2 separate regions of the Mus musculus genome follow, and region 2 is linked to region 1. Evidence: chromatin contacts called from public Hi-C data. All regions are on one chromosome and are shown on one strand. The core of a region is the stretch at or near the end of the contact, and the rest is flanking DNA. Distances in the headings are between cores, read along the strand shown.

Region 1 (7,355 bases), core at 589-3,088:
GCTGTGACCATTATGACATCCCTGTCCCAGAGCTCTGGACCTGTCATTGTTAACATAACCATGTCAATTTTTTTTTTGACATTCAGAAAAGATGTTGTCATTGATGCTGGAGAACCACACAGTCAAGTTACAACAACAATACACACACACACACACACACACACACACACATTCCCTTCATAATACTTTATGTACATTTATAAATTTGAGTTGGTCTGTATTACTAGCTATCTTTAGCCAAATGTGGCCTATGGGCTGGGGGTTGGACATGCCCTTGACCAAAGGAGCCATAGGACATCATGGCTTGAATACAAAAAGCCTCCATAGTCTCTGTGTTTGAATATGGTTCCCAGCTGGTAGCAATGTTCTGGAAGGCTGGGAGCCTTTGTGATTGTGGCCTGACTGGCAGATTTTAGTTGTTGGATATAGGTCACCAAGTTATATTGAATTCTTGTAACACCCTGAGGTTTCTACTACTTGATCCCCTAAGATATCACAGGCTACACAGCAAGCTCCCACCATCCCAAACTGAATTGCTCTAGTCACAGCAAGTATTCTACCAAGATGGTGCCCTATAAATCCTACACCTAGATAAACCTGTCTTCCTTTAAGTTGTGTCTGTCAGATGCCCTATCATGGTGATGAGAGAAGCACGTTACACTCTAGACTTTTGTGGTATGATGATGTTGGTCCTTTTTTTGCTGTATGTACCCCACTCTTTGCTGACATCCCTTCTGCTCAGAACTTGACCTGGAGGCAGGTCCCTGGCTTCTGCTCCACCCCCTCTGCTTACATCCTCCTCATCACTTGGATGCCTGCCTACACTAGGGGCTGCAGAATTGATAAGAAGAAACTTCTTTCTTGCACTGAGTGAACTGAGGCCTCGACCGCTTAAAGGTATAGTTGAGGAGAAGGTGTTTTATTGTAAATACAAGGGAGAGAACAGTCAGAGGCATCTACAAGAGTCCAGAGCAGGTGTGAGGGCTAAAGTTAACCTGTAAGCTTCACTTGCCCAAAGACTTCCTGGAATGCTGGCGGCTGTTGTTCATGTAAGATAACAAACCACGGGTTTTTACTTCATTAAGTAAGTAGGGTTGGTTGCCCAACTGCCCAGTCTGTGCTTGATCACACGCAGGTGGGAGATATATCGGCAGGAAGTACGTCAGTGAGTATGCTTGTCCCTGATTGGACAGAGGTGGGAAGTACGAGGCAGAGGAGGGAGAGAGCTATAGAGGGGACCAAGGGAGGGAGAGAGAGAGAGAGAGAGAGAGAGAGAGAGAGAGAGAGAGAGAGAGAGAGAGAGAGAGAGAGAGCAAGAGAGAGAAACCAAGAGAGAGAGAGAGAGAGAAACCAAGAGAGAGAGAGAGAGAAACCAAGAAAAAGAGCCAAGAAAAGAAAATGGTTATATAGAATGAGAAGCTAGGGGGAAGGAAGTGAAGCCCAAAGGCTGGACAAGTTTAAGTAGGAAGCTGGTGAGAAGAACTGAGGCTATAGGTACTGAGTGCATCTGGAAGCCAGTATGTGCTTTGGTATGCTAATAGGCACCACAGTTATCCCTCTGTTCTGAGTTTTTTTGGGACCTGATGCTAAGCAATTGCCTTTTCCCAGGGCATGTTGTAGGGAATCCACCTGGGATGGCACTTGCTCTCCAGCTCAGGCAGGGGGGCTGGGGGGGGGGGGCAGAAGTTGGGAAATTACCAGTTATTATTAGTGGTGAGATTTTCCTGAGAGCTTAGCAGAATTTCCCCATGGATTTGAGGCCCCTAGAGGCCCCAGGGCACTGACTGCTCAATTCCCAGAGTTCAGGCACAGATGGCCTCCATCAGCCATTAAGTGAGGGGAGGGGTTGTTACTCCATTGAGTCTGTGGAGAGATTTCCTGAGGCCTGGCCAAGCTGGCCAAGCTGGCCTGTATCCTGCTGGCAACTGTTTAGTGTAGAGGGGAGAGGCTGAGAAACAAGATGGGCGTAGCCTCTGAGCCTCATGGTGCAAATTCAGTTTTAATTTCAGTCACTCTGGAGCAGGGGTGAAGAGATGGGTCTTTATTAGCAGAATTTGTTGGGGATTAACCTGGTTGGGGTGGGGCACTTGGAGGGCACTTAAAATCAGTGCAGGGGCAGGGCAGCTTAGCATGTCAGGGTTGGGGAGAGACCTTATCAGGACACCACCTGCCTTGAGTAAAGGGCTCTGTTTGGAACAGGTGTCCTTGGGCCGAAAGCTATGAAGCCATCACTTCTCCAGATGCAAGTCTTCTGTTCCAAGTCTGCAGGGGAGCTCTCTGCAGCAAGCAGCCAGGCTGTCCAGACCCCAGTGGTTCTTCGGCTAGGGTGGCTTTTGCAGCTGTTCTCCTCTGGCTGTTGCTGGAAGCTTTAGCCTCTTACACATCCTTTCCAACTGAACAAATATGCTGCGACAGGAAGTAGGAACCAAGGTGGTCAGGTCACCAATGGAGTTGTCATGTCGGACTGCTGTGGAGCCCCACATTCCAAGTGAGTGGGAGAGGGAGCCACTCCATGTGCAATATGGGCCAGGGACTCACACCTGTCAAACCATCCTGAAAATTTCATTGCCAGTGGTGGTATCAGGAACTGGTTTTATGGTTTCAAATCACCTCCAAACCCAAAGATGATGATGACGTCACCCATAGGTGACAGGGACCCGAGCATCTGTTGTCATGGCAATAGCCATACATTCCAGCATCCATTTGGCTTACCTCCCACACATTTACCTGTGAGTGATTATATCACAGTCTAAATAAAAGGCAGACCCTCTTGAGCTTCACCCTCTCTTCTCTCTTTTCTCCCTTCGTCTCTGTCACCCCCCTTTAGTCCCCCTCTCCCACAATAAACCTCTCTCATGTGGAACTACATTGGCCTGGTATGGTCTGTGCAGAGTCACAGTTCTATTGCAACAGCCAGGGTTGTAGAAGCTCAAGGGCAAGTTGAAGTGAAGAAGGGAGGGAGGAGGAGAACTCTCCTCCTTCCTAGGAGGAGGGTTCTAAGGCTTTGTGGTGATTTTCTGTTACATCTTGGTTGAAGTTCAATGCCCAGATTAGCCACCTTTCCAGCTGTCAGAAGCTCACCCTGTTGATGATATTCAAATGTCATCTGAACATCATTTCCTCTCATCTTGGAATGGCCGTGCACATCTGGGATGGAGGCTGGGCTAGTAAGATGCAGTTTCACAAGTGAGTGACAGCAAAAATAATGTCTGACTCTTCTAATCCACTTCATCCCCCTCACTGTATAGCCACTAGGAGCTGTAGAATGGTGTTTTCTTTTTCTGCCCATGTGGTCACCTGGGGCCACCACAGGCTTGGTTCTGGGTCATAAACAGATTTCTAGCCTTTCTTTCAGAAATAGTGAGATGTTTGGGGCTGACCCTTTCATTTGGTAATCCTGTCGTAGAACCTGTGACTCAACTATTGCAAACATTGCCATTCCACAAGAGCAATCTGTATTATGAAAGCCATGTCCTGAGCCCTTTCTTCTCTGCTCCCTTCAAACCTGAGTTTAATTTAGAAAAGACAAAAGATGTCTGTCAACCAGTTCACATCTCTAATTTTCAGTTGCTGGAAAACTGCTGGGAGAGTATTTGCATGTTAGCAGACTGTGCTTAGAGCCTTGAAAACTCAAAGAAGGAAGGATCCATCCTCCTCTCCCCAGAGGCTCCTTACCACTTATCCTCCCAGTCAGCTCTAGTTCCCCTGCCTTCAAATATCAAAGAATTAGAATAGATAATGCTGCTTAAAGTGTAAAGTGTGGATTCTTACCCTAGTCTCTATAATCGTTTTATGAGACAAGAACCATCCATGTTACATCGTTAGAGATGGGGAAACTGAGGTGCTGGGGTAGTGAAATAAATACCTCTCACTAGGATCAGCCAGTCCTTTGGAGAAGTAGGATTTGAAGCCAGGCAATATGATGTCAGTATCTATCCATCCCTCCTCTTCAGCCTCCAGGTACTCCTTACCACAACCACCCCCATATAAACAGCCTTACATTGTTATAAGGAAGCTAAGGCTAAGAAGAGAGCTGAGGTGAAGTTTGCTTAAGGGTCCATTAGGGTGACTCCCTCCCAATCTCCCCTTTCTTCTCTTCTCTTCTCTTCTCTTCTCTTCTCTTCTCTTCTCTTCTCTTCTCTTCTCTTCTCTTCTCTTCTCTTCTCTCCTCTCCTCTCCTCTCCTCTCCTCTCCTCTCCTCTCCTCCCCTCCCCTCCCCTCCCCTCCCCTCCCCTCCCCTCCCCTCCCCTCCCCTCCCCTCCCCTCCCCTCCCCTCCCCTCCCCTCTCTTCTCTTCTCTTCTCTTCTCTTCTCTTCTCTTCTCTTCCCAGGCTTTGTCAGGGGATGTACCTATAGGTTCCTGACAAACAGTCTCTAAGTCCCTTGTCTGGCTCTTGATGAAGCTGAGAATCATGAGGAGAAAGACTAGGTCCATGATTGTCCAGCAAGTTGTATTTTGGAGTGTACCTGGGACTGGCCAGCTGGCTGTCTCACTCTAAGCCTGGAATTGAGAGAGCAGCTCCTGCTGGCCTCTTGAAGGCTCTTGTATAGGAGAGCTAAAGGTGTTCACAGGGCTGAGATAGTTGAGTGTTATACATTGTTAGAAATAATGAAAGGCAAGGAACAGGAGTTGAGGATATATATCATATGAGTGTGGTCTTAAGCGGTTCACATCAGACCTAAGAAACAGAAACTTATTCTTAATTACAAATAGAAACCTTAACTTGCAAGAACTTAACACAGGATAAACAGGAACTTATTCTTAGCTGTCTTAACTTCAATAGAACCCTTACCCAGCAGGGTTTTATTTTTCCCATTTTGATCTCATACACTTACACAATCCTGCCTCTGACATCAACACATACTGATATCTGTGCACCAGACAGCCGATTTCTAATTCACAGGTTTCCTCCCAAGTCATCTAGATAAAAATGAAGTAATAAACTAGATGTGGGGGGGGGGCATGTCTATAATCCAAGCACCTAGGAGGTCAGGCAAGAGTTCAAGGGGACCCTGAGCTACATAGTAAGACATTGCCTCAAAAAGCAAGGGCTGTGGCCTCAGCTCAAGGTCAGAGCACTTACTTAGCAAGCACAGGCCCTGGGCTGAATCCACAGCACCACAGATACAGAGGAAAGCTAAACAACACAACTTGAAACAAATGGTGTGATACGCAAGGGATCAAAACACATTTAGGGGCTGGAGAGATGGCTCAGTGGTTAAGAGCACTGACTGCCCCTCCAGAGGTCCTGAGTTCAATTCCCAGCAACCACATGATGGCTCATAATCATCTGGAATGAATGGGATCCTATGCCCTCTTCTGGTGTGTCTGAAGACAGCAACAGTGGACTCACATAAAATAAATAAATCCTTTTAAAAATGCATTGTAGATGTTGGATGTGTTGATGTTACGAAATTGATGTCTGTGTCTTCTGTAGAAGCTGCCCTCCCCTCACGGCATGGAAATGAACCCTCTGTGAGTGACAACTGTGGCTGTGGATGGAAACCGTGTGTGTGTGTGTGTGTGTGTGTGTGTGTAAAACAAGGCAGTAATTCAGGTGAAGAGAGTGAAGAAGAGAGAAAGCCAAGTTCCCAGATCTGTGACCAATGCTCTGGGAAGTTGTTTCTATGAGTTCAGTGATAGGGTTGGTGTCAGAAGTCTGGATTCCAACTCTTAAGCTAAGGATAGTGTGACAGATACCAAGAAACCCTGATGCCTAAAAAGAACTGCCTATGGCAGAAAGAAAAATGAAGAAGAAGAAGAAAAGGCAACTTCTTAGTTATGGACCTCTTGAGAATATGGCAGTAGCCACATATCCTTCCAGGGTTCCAGGTATGTTCGAGGTATAGTGCCACCCCAGTCCTGCACTGAAGATATTACTGTTCCTCCTTCATGAGGCCCAAGAGCATCTGGGTTGTGATATTTGCTCTGGGGCTTAGCTGGGACCTCCTCTGTCTTTCTCCATCTCTGTCTCTGTCTCCGTCTCTCTGTCTCCGTCTCCGTCTCTCTGTCTCCGTCTCCGTCTCCGTCTCCGTCTCTCTGTCTCCGTCTCTGTCTCTCTGTCTCCGTCTCCGTCTCCGTCTCCGTCTCTCTGTCTCCGTCTCCGTCTCTCTGTCTCCGTCTCTGTCTCCGTCTCTCTGTCTCTCTTGTCTTGAGAAGCTGGTTGGCAGTGGAACAGAGAAGAGCGCTGGATACCAGAGGGATTTCCTGTGAGCGATCCCTAGAGACTACAGACTGCATATTTTGTCTATTGTTGGGTAACTTTGGAGGAGCAAGTAGTACTGAGGCATGGGATGAGAGGGGCCTGAGAGGACGGGTTCTCTAAGCACAGGCTTCCATCCACTCTGCCTGCTCCCCTCCCTGCTTGCCCCTCCCTGCCTTCTGAATCCCAGAGCTTCCCAGCGATCTAGCTGCAAATTGCCTCTCATTTCTTTCTGATCTTCTTCTCACCAGGGCTTAAGTTGCAAGACTCCCTGATAAATCAGTTGTCATTCTTACCTTGGCTTTGAGCAGATTTATTAAGTCTAATTGACGTGTGAGAAGGCACACGTTTCAAGTCTGTCTGCAAGATGCTTTGGTATGCGTTGTTTTTGACATGTGCGCCTGTGAAACCACAACCACCATCAAGGTACTGAGCATGCCCATCACCTAGGCAGCTTTGGGACTGCCTCCTGTTTCTTTTGTGTCTTCTCTCTAGGCATCCCCAGACCTGTTTTCTGTCACTCTGGGATGCATGTGAATAGAATCATACAGGAAGTTTCTTTTATTCATCATGTTACTTTGATAATTCAAGTGTTTCAGTTTTAGAAACCAATTTCTTATTCCCCATAGAGGACAAACAATGCAGCTGTTTGGCTCCTGAGAAGTTGTTACAATGCAGTGGAAGACACACGTAGTGTAGCCCTTATTATGACTGCTGCTTGCTGGGAGCATGTGATGACTCTGAGACTCACCCCTGTGGCGGGCATTCAGAGTTCACTCTCTGACATTGAGAGTGCTGTGGGTAGATCAAAAGAAGCACTCAGTCCCGTTCTCCAGGCCCCAACCAGATAGCAGTACATCTCAGTAGCTTCCATCTTTGTTCTTGCCAACCAGTTGCTGACCATTAAGGGGAGAAAGGCCCATCCAAAGTTCATTTACCTCCAGAGAAGTAGATGTGAGTCCTGGAAGGACACTAGAGACAAGTAAGACTGAACTTTGTACTCTTAAAACCATATGTTGAAGTTGCCACCTCCAGTTCTTCAGATTGTGACTGTAAAGATTCAGGGAGAGCAGGGCGTGGTGGCGCACGCCTTTAATCCCAGCACTTGGGAGACAGAGGCAGGTGGATTTCTGAGTTTGAGGTCAGCATCGTC
Region 2 (7,731 bases), core at 3,225-5,724, 610 kb before region 1:
TATGCACCAATCCTGATGTCTTCCACATAAACAGACACTAAGTACATGCGTGTTCACTTATTTATTTGTACATGTATGAGCACGTGCCATGGTGTGTTTATGGGTGCCAAAGGACACCTTAGAGGAGTGGTGTCCTGCCACTATGTGGGTAAGGGGAATTAGACTCAGGTCATCAGACTCAGAGGCAGGTGCCTTTACCTGCTGAGACATCTCTCACTGACCCAAATGTTTGCCAAAAGGATAAACATTAGTGTACAAAAATGAAACATTCTGTCACAATGCATGTTTTATCTCGAAGACAGCTATTTGTTCTTAAAAATATGGTTTTCAGACATCCTTACTATACATATACAGCTTAAGTGAAAATTTTCCACTAGGGATGACAGTATTCCCCTAAGAGCCATAGGCTATCTAATACCCCGACCGCCAAGCCAGGCATTAGCAACCCCTTACTAATTGTTGCAGATGAGCTGAAGAGACTCAGAAAACATTGTAGGTTATTGCTACTGCCCTTAGTTGTCTCCCAGAGGTTTAAGGTAAGTTCTTATTGCTAAAGACACCATGCACTTCAGACACAGGACCTGGAGGGCTCCACCTGGATCTGACCTGAAAATTTCCACCCTGAGGGCTCACTTCCATGGCACCAGAAGGCTATGCAAGCTTCCAAGGAGGGGTGGGAGAGGAATGCAATCAATAGACCTACCTCGCTATGAAGCTTTAAGAACTACAACAATGACCACCATGGCATGATAACCCTGAGGATGTAGCAGTGGCATGCACACATTGGTGGTAACAACAGCTCTCTCTATTGGAATTAAGGCCTGCTCGAATAAGAGGGAATGCAAGCCTGGTACTGGAATCCTAGCTAACGACCAGGGACTACTGAGGTCATGGATCTCAGAGGAGAACCCCCCCCCCCCTTTTACTAAACTAGAATAGTTCTTCCCTGCACGCTAAGCATTTATCCTTATACCCACAGAGAAGTGTGGATCTCACTCCTCAACAAAGAAATATCTCTTTGCAGCGATAGACAATAATCCCCACAACTCATCAAAATTCAGCACAAAAGTGATTGTGGTACCGGCCCCCACTGATCCCTCTACAACACAACTCCGGCACCCGAGGCTTACAAAACATTGCAGAAGAGAGCGTGGAAAGATGGCAAGAGCTAGAGAACCATGAAGTCCATTATGAGATTATGTCTCCTAAAACTGACAGGGAAGCTATACCCATGAACTCTCAACAGCATGGCCGTTTACATAAGACTTGAACAACAGACATGCTAACAAGGAAGGAAAGTGACTTAGTTCAAAAGGAGACTTCTGGGACCCTGCTTCAGTCCTAGGCACCCTGGTTGCAGTGAGCGTCTGCAAGTGGGTGGGGGTGGGGAAGACTGGGCTAGCCACCGGCTACTCGCCTCTGCGCTCGCCTCTGATTGGTCCAGGACGGACTGCTCTTTAGGTTGAGCGATCTCCAGTATCACCTCCACCTTACCAGATCTGTGGATTCTTCTGATGACAACTAAGCTTGTAAATAACTACACGATGGTGCCTTCAAGAGTTAGCCCTCGGGAGGGGGGGGGGATTTTACGTAGTGAGCAGCTCCATTCCACCTCAACTCCAGGCTCCACCCCCGCGTCATTCTTCCACTCACATTAAGACCCACCTTTCCTCACTCCTGTCATCAGAGAGGAAAAACCTAGCTATGGATTCAGGCACTTGGACCTACAATCTGCCAGTTTGTTTAACCTCCTGGGTCCCATTCTTCTGTATTTTAAAATGCAAATATTAATATTTCCTTCCTGAGTTGTCAAGGGTGAAACGAGATAGACGTAACAGAAGCGCTTGGCACAAGGCTGAAGGGTGGTGGGTTCTGTTTTTATGTTTGTTTGTTTTTATTCTGTTCTGCAGAGAAGCTGCCACCTGTGGGCCCCAGGTTTCAAGAAATTAATCATTGCTACTGCCTGCATCTTGAGCTGCAAGGGTCCTTACTACAGCCCTGGTTTTCCTTCAGCTCCCTTGATGGAGGTGTGGTTCCCAAAACTTGGAAGAGAATTATCCACACCATTGTTTCCTTAAAGACCATTACAAGGGTGTGATGGATCAGTGGGTAATGGTGCTTGCTCCTAAGTCTGGAAACCTGAGTCCATCCTTAAAGAGAAGAGAACAGACAACATGGAGGCTGTAGTATGTGCCCCACCCCATCAATCAATCAACCAATCAACCAATCAATCAATCAATGCAAAAAAAAAACCCTTTAAAAAGCATTATTCCTTAGAGCACTTGCAGGTTCACTGAAAACTGAGCACGGAGAGTTTCATCTAACGCCTGTCCCTGGTGCTGGCTTTCTCCACTGTCAAGCGCCTGCACCACAGTGGCACATTTGTCACCACAGCAGATTGTCTTAGGTGGAATTTCCATTGCTGTGAAGAGACACCATGACCAAGACAACTCTTATAAAACACAACATTTAATTGGGGCTGGCTTACAGGTTCAGAGGTTCAGTCCACATCAACAAGGTAGGCTGAATGGCAGTGTCCGGGTAGACATGGGGCCAGAGGAGTTCTTCATCTTGCTCTGAAGGCAAACAGGAGAAAGACTGGCTTGCAGGCAGCTAGGAGGAGGGTTTCAAAGCCCACCCTGACAGTGACACACTTCCTCCAACAAGGCCACACCTAGTCCAAGAAGGTAACATCTCCTAATAGTGCCACTCCCTGGGCCAAGCATATTCAAACCACCACACAGATCATCACCCAGAGTCCAGAGTTCACACTAGTTAGGATTTTTTTTTTTTCAGTTTCGTTACTTGTTTATTCCATGTGTGTACATGGTCCTGCCAAGGCCAGAGCACATCAGGTGTCATTCTCAGGTGTCACCCACCTTCTCTGAGACAGGATGATCTGGTTGATCAGGAGGTCATCAATTAGGCTGGATCGGCTGGCTGGTGAGCCACAGCGATCCTCTGTCTCCACCCCTTAATACTACAACTGTAAGTGGGAACCGCCACACTTGGGTATCAAACTCAGGCTAACAAATGAAGCAAGTGCTGTAACAATGGATTTGTCTTCCACCAGACTTTGAGGTTGGATCTTATGCTATAGCCTGGGCTGGACCTGAACTTCTGATTTTCCTGTCTGTCACCCAAGTTTATCACCATATCTAACTCATCAAAAGAGTCTGCAAGTGCTAAACTGGATTGGTGTCCCTGGAGGAACCTGAGTTGGCACAGATACTGCCCAGAGTGGAAGGAGAGTTAGCATGCTCTCTCCAGCTTGATGCGATCATCCAGTCTCATCCTAGGGATCCCAAGGTGGGAAGGACCAGCTCTGAGAGAACAGATCTCGAGAGTGGGTTGAGAAGCAGGAACCCTGCTGGCATACCTTCAGGGCAGCTGAGCTGGGCCAGGGTCATGGAAGGTCTCATTGCCATTACCTAGGCTGTGGGAATGACGCGTGACACATTTGGTCGTGTTGATTAGCACACAGGGGCAAGCATAAGTCCAGCAACCTCGGGCCAGGTAAAGACTTTCAACTGAGGAGTAGTGGGATGGGGCATAGGAGTAGAGGTACTCTGGCATCCTCAGGGAGGGGCGGAGAGTGTCTGTGGTCTTCTCAGGAGGAGGTCTGGCCTCAGCGGGCCGTTGAAGGAGGCAGAAACAGTAACCAAGGTTACCCAGCCTGTGCTGCATACTGGGAGGTGTGGTGGCCAGCACCTGGCTGATCCGATTTAATCTTTGTAGCTCTGAGAAGCAGACACATGGGTTACTCCAGCTTTATTGGAGAAGAAACAAATTTTAATTTTGTCCCCATCCACAAAAACTAGCAAAGAAGACATCAAATCCGTTCAATCACTCGTTCATTCATTCATTGCTTTGTCTACGACAGAGTCTTGTATATCTTAGGTTGGCCTCTAATTCAGTATGTGGTCGAGGATGACTTCCAACTCCTAATCCCTCTGCTTTTAACCACCCAGGTCGTGGGATTTTAGGCACGAGCCACCACATCCGGTTTACTCAGTGCCATGTTAGACAAGTACCCAGCAACAACTCTTTTGCTGTTGTCGTTTGCATTTCGGAAACTCTCAAAATGAGGCACCTGAGACATGGAGAGGATTGTTTTCCTTAAATAAGGGATTATCTATCGCATTCCCATCCCCGATCTTGGTTTCTTGGGCAGGTCCGTCTGTTCATCGTCTCGTCCTCCTCATTTGGTTTAAGACAACTATCATAAAATAAAAAGACTCTCAGCGTAGAGGAGTGAGAGGATCTCGTGGGTGCGCGATGTAGTGTTTGATTACTGTTAAGGAGTCCTGCTGAAAGGGAAAAAAATCAGTTTACTAATTACAAATAAGTCTGGGCTCAGGTGGAATACCAGACACCAACACTAGGGGGAGCTGTGGGGCATTCTTGTGCCTCTCATCTTTTTTTTCCCAACCCTGTGGCTTTGGGCAGAGGCTCCTGAGACAAACTCCACAGATCTTGGCCTCCAGCCCTTGCTGGATTGTGTTGGAGCCCGAGACTGGCTTGTTGTCATTAATACAATTTGTTTCATAAACTCTGTTTGTTCGTTCGTTCGTTTGTTTGCATTTCAGCGAGCCTCAGAATGAGACCCTGGAGGCACGGCAAGGAGTGCTTTTCTTACTGAAGGCATTATTTATCACAGTATCCTTATCTGAAGTGATGATTCTCATTCTCCAAATTGAATTTAATTAATTTTCATATTTCAAGAGCTTGATAGCTGCTAGCCATATCCCCTTTGCCAGCAGCTTCTGAAAAAAAAATCACTGTCTTTTCTTTGACATCCTAACATCGTGAACACACCCCTCTGGAGTAAACTAATAGATATGCCAGGCCACACCGAAGAATTCTCTGGTCAAAGGTGAGTCTCTCAGTAAAACACAGCCCAGGAGTTTGCAGCCAACAGACCGAGACAGTGGGAAGGGGGGGCTATTCCAGGCAGGAGATAGATACCTTTCTTTTTCTTACATTCTGGAAAGTGGTCTGAGAGAGACCCCAGAGCAGAAGTAGATGCCACTCAAACAGTTCCATCAAGGTAGAAGGCCCTTTGTGTAGGGTCTAGCCAGGGCCTTGCATGTGTGTCTTTTAGACATTGTTATTGGCTCAGGAACCCCCCAAGACCAAGTTCTCAGCACCAAGGAGATTTGTCTGTCCCACAGGGACAGAGGGCAGGGAATGAGAGACAAAGAGGAGGAGGAGAAGGGGAAGGAGACAAATGAGAGGGGAAGGGGTATTTGTTCTGGGGAACAAAGGACTGCCTCTGGTTAGAGAGGAGACAGACATGGCCCATAGGAAAGTGGTGGTTTATAAAGGTAAAGGGGGAAACCCTGTTTTAGGATGAGGTGTTTAATTGTAACTGGGCATATTAACTACATGTGTCAAAAGGGGGCTTTTCATTACTGGATTTCCAATACCTTGAGAGCTGAACCTTGGCAGTCAGCCTCAGGAGGAAGAAATGGCTAAATAAGGGAATGGTCCTTGATGGCTAGCTTTAGGAATAGAATTCTTTTTTTTTTTTTTTTTTATTGGCAAGGCAGAGAGAACAAGGGAGAAGATCAAGGCCTATCAGAGCCACATGCTCAAGGCCCTTCAGTATCCACGGGACCTTGCAAACCAATTTTCCATGTTTGTTTTCCAGTGTCTTAGAGGAAGTTCATGCCTGAGGCTGATGTCCACTCGAGTTTTGGCCCTTCAGACCTCCTCCCTGTCCAGGCCACGGCTTCTTCTGGCTAGCTGGGGCCTCAGGCTGTATCTAGATGTTTGGGCCTGGCCCAAGGGTTTCTAGTTTATTGATCATACAGCAGTATGTCCACAAATAGCATTAGCACAAGAGTAGTGTTATACAGTGTTCAAACCCGTAACTCACTGTACAGAGCTTGCATGTGCTCAGTGTGAGCCAGATTCTAGCTTTAACTCCTAGCAAAATATTCTCTCTCTCTCTCTCTCTCTCTCTCTCTCTCTCTCACACACACACACACACACACACACACATACACACACACACATTTGTGCACATGCACACACATGCTTTTACACATAGGAACACACACAATCATATACACATACACACATACATGCACACACATATAGACGCATGAACATGCACATTCAACATACATAAGCACAAACACCCATGCAAGACACCCAAACACAAACATGTACATATAGAAACACACACATGCACACAGATATATGGACACACACACACACACACACACACACGAACATGTATATGGCACAAACATATATGCAAACAGAAAAATAGAAACATAATATGCATATGTGCAAACACACATTCAAACTTACATACACACTTCAGAATTTATACACATGAATACACACACATGCGCGCGCGCACACACACACATACACTAGCCCAAGCAGAGCATCAAGACATAATATCTTTGTATTTTCAGAAGATTGTTCAATTGACACCTCACGACCTACAATCAGTACTCTGATCAGATCAATGATGATGTGGTGCTAGACATACAGCAGGGTTTTGCTCCCCAATAGCTACGGCACGGAGTGTTGATATAAGCGCCACGGTCCATAAGGCATCTCATGTATTAACACTTGGCTTACTCCTTACAATGGCCTGGCTTCAGCCTGAGGAGGCTCAGGCACAGAGAGTCTGTCAAGGTTAATCATCATTGTCAAGTTGACTGGATTTAGAATCACCATGGAGACACCTCCAAGGGGGTTTCCAGAAAGGTTTTATTGAAGAAGAAAGAGCTCCTCTGAATGTGGGTGGTGCCATCTCCTCTTCCCTGGCTGCAGCCTCGGACTAGACTACTGAAAAGGAAAGAAAAGAAAAGGAAAGAAAAGGAAAGAAAAGAAAAGAAAAGAGAAAAGAAAAGAAAAGAAAAGAAAAGAAAAGAAAAGAAAAGAAAAGAAAAGAAAAGAAAAGAAAAGAAAAGAGTGCTGAGGAGATGCATTTGCGTCCTACTTTGGGACTGGATTTACATGACCAGCCGCCTTACCTTCTCCTCCTGTGGGACTCATTCCCTTTCTCTCTGCCCAACCTTTAGGCCATGATGCAACTATCCTCAAAGTGAGAGCCCAAATAACCCCGCTCTCCTCCATCCCTCCCTCCTTCTCCCTTCTTCCCTCCTTCCCTCCCTTCTTTTTTCTTCCTTCCCTCCCTCCCTTCTTCCTTCCCTCCTTCCCTCCCTCCCTCCCTCCCTTCTGTTAGTTACTTTTGTCAGATGTTTTGTGACAGCAACGGAAGAGCCTTCACACAGTGCCCAAGATTAAGGAGCTTCTAAACAGACGACGCTGCAGTCAACCTGGCCTTCCAAGGGACATTGCTCAGTCTTCTGAATGCTGTATTTTTGGAGTGCAAACATAGAGACTTTGTGATGCTTATGAAAGGAACACCTATCACTGAACTAGGCGCTTCTCATACAGTCCTTCTGGGCTCTCTTAGTGGTAAATAATCTGATTCTCATTTTGCTCAATAAACTCGGAATCACTCCGCCTCACACCTGCTGAGGTCAAGCTTTAACTCCGCTCTGTCTGACTTCTAAGCTCACGGTCCTCCTCTTGGTGGAGCTTCCTATTTGTCACCCCCCCCCCCTTTAGTCAGAATTTAAGACAACGGTTACTACCTTTTGTGGGGCTATTTGCATTTTATTGCATCTCTAGCTATAGAATGAAAGGACTTGTCTCAATTCTAAAACAAGCTCCAGTCATCAGACCCCATGGGACAGAATC

What was found. A called contact is a pair of places that touch in the nucleus more often than the background predicts.
Region 2: a Hi-C map of uterus shows a contact between it and region 1, with 4 times the contacts expected there. The contact joins two enhancer-like sites. A contact is called at or near these places in 2 of 15 datasets of contacts at CTCF or cohesin (large pre-B cells and pro-B cells), 28 of 484 Hi-C or Micro-C datasets (the C2C12 cell line, the HL-1 cell line, Th1 cells and 21 more) and 1 of 115 datasets of contacts at active chromatin or transcription factors (astrocytes).

Annotation. Positions count from the first base shown.
Region 1 is chr14:72,384,419-72,391,773 of GRCm38.p6, reverse strand. No RefSeq gene overlaps it. Among named protein-coding and RNA genes, the nearest start is that of Gm9195, 74 kb to the left of the region's middle. Within about 2 kb of position 1,838, at least 27 of the 459 cell types and tissues checked have an H3K27ac peak or open chromatin away from gene starts, as enhancers often do. A contact at or near this core is called in uterus, where this site is marked.
Region 2 is chr14:72,997,219-73,004,949 of GRCm38.p6, reverse strand. No RefSeq gene overlaps it. Among named protein-coding and RNA genes, the nearest start is that of Gm41208, 13 kb to the left of the region's middle. Within about 2 kb of position 4,474, at least 12 of the 459 cell types and tissues checked have an H3K27ac peak or open chromatin away from gene starts, as enhancers often do. A contact at or near this core is called in uterus, where this site is marked.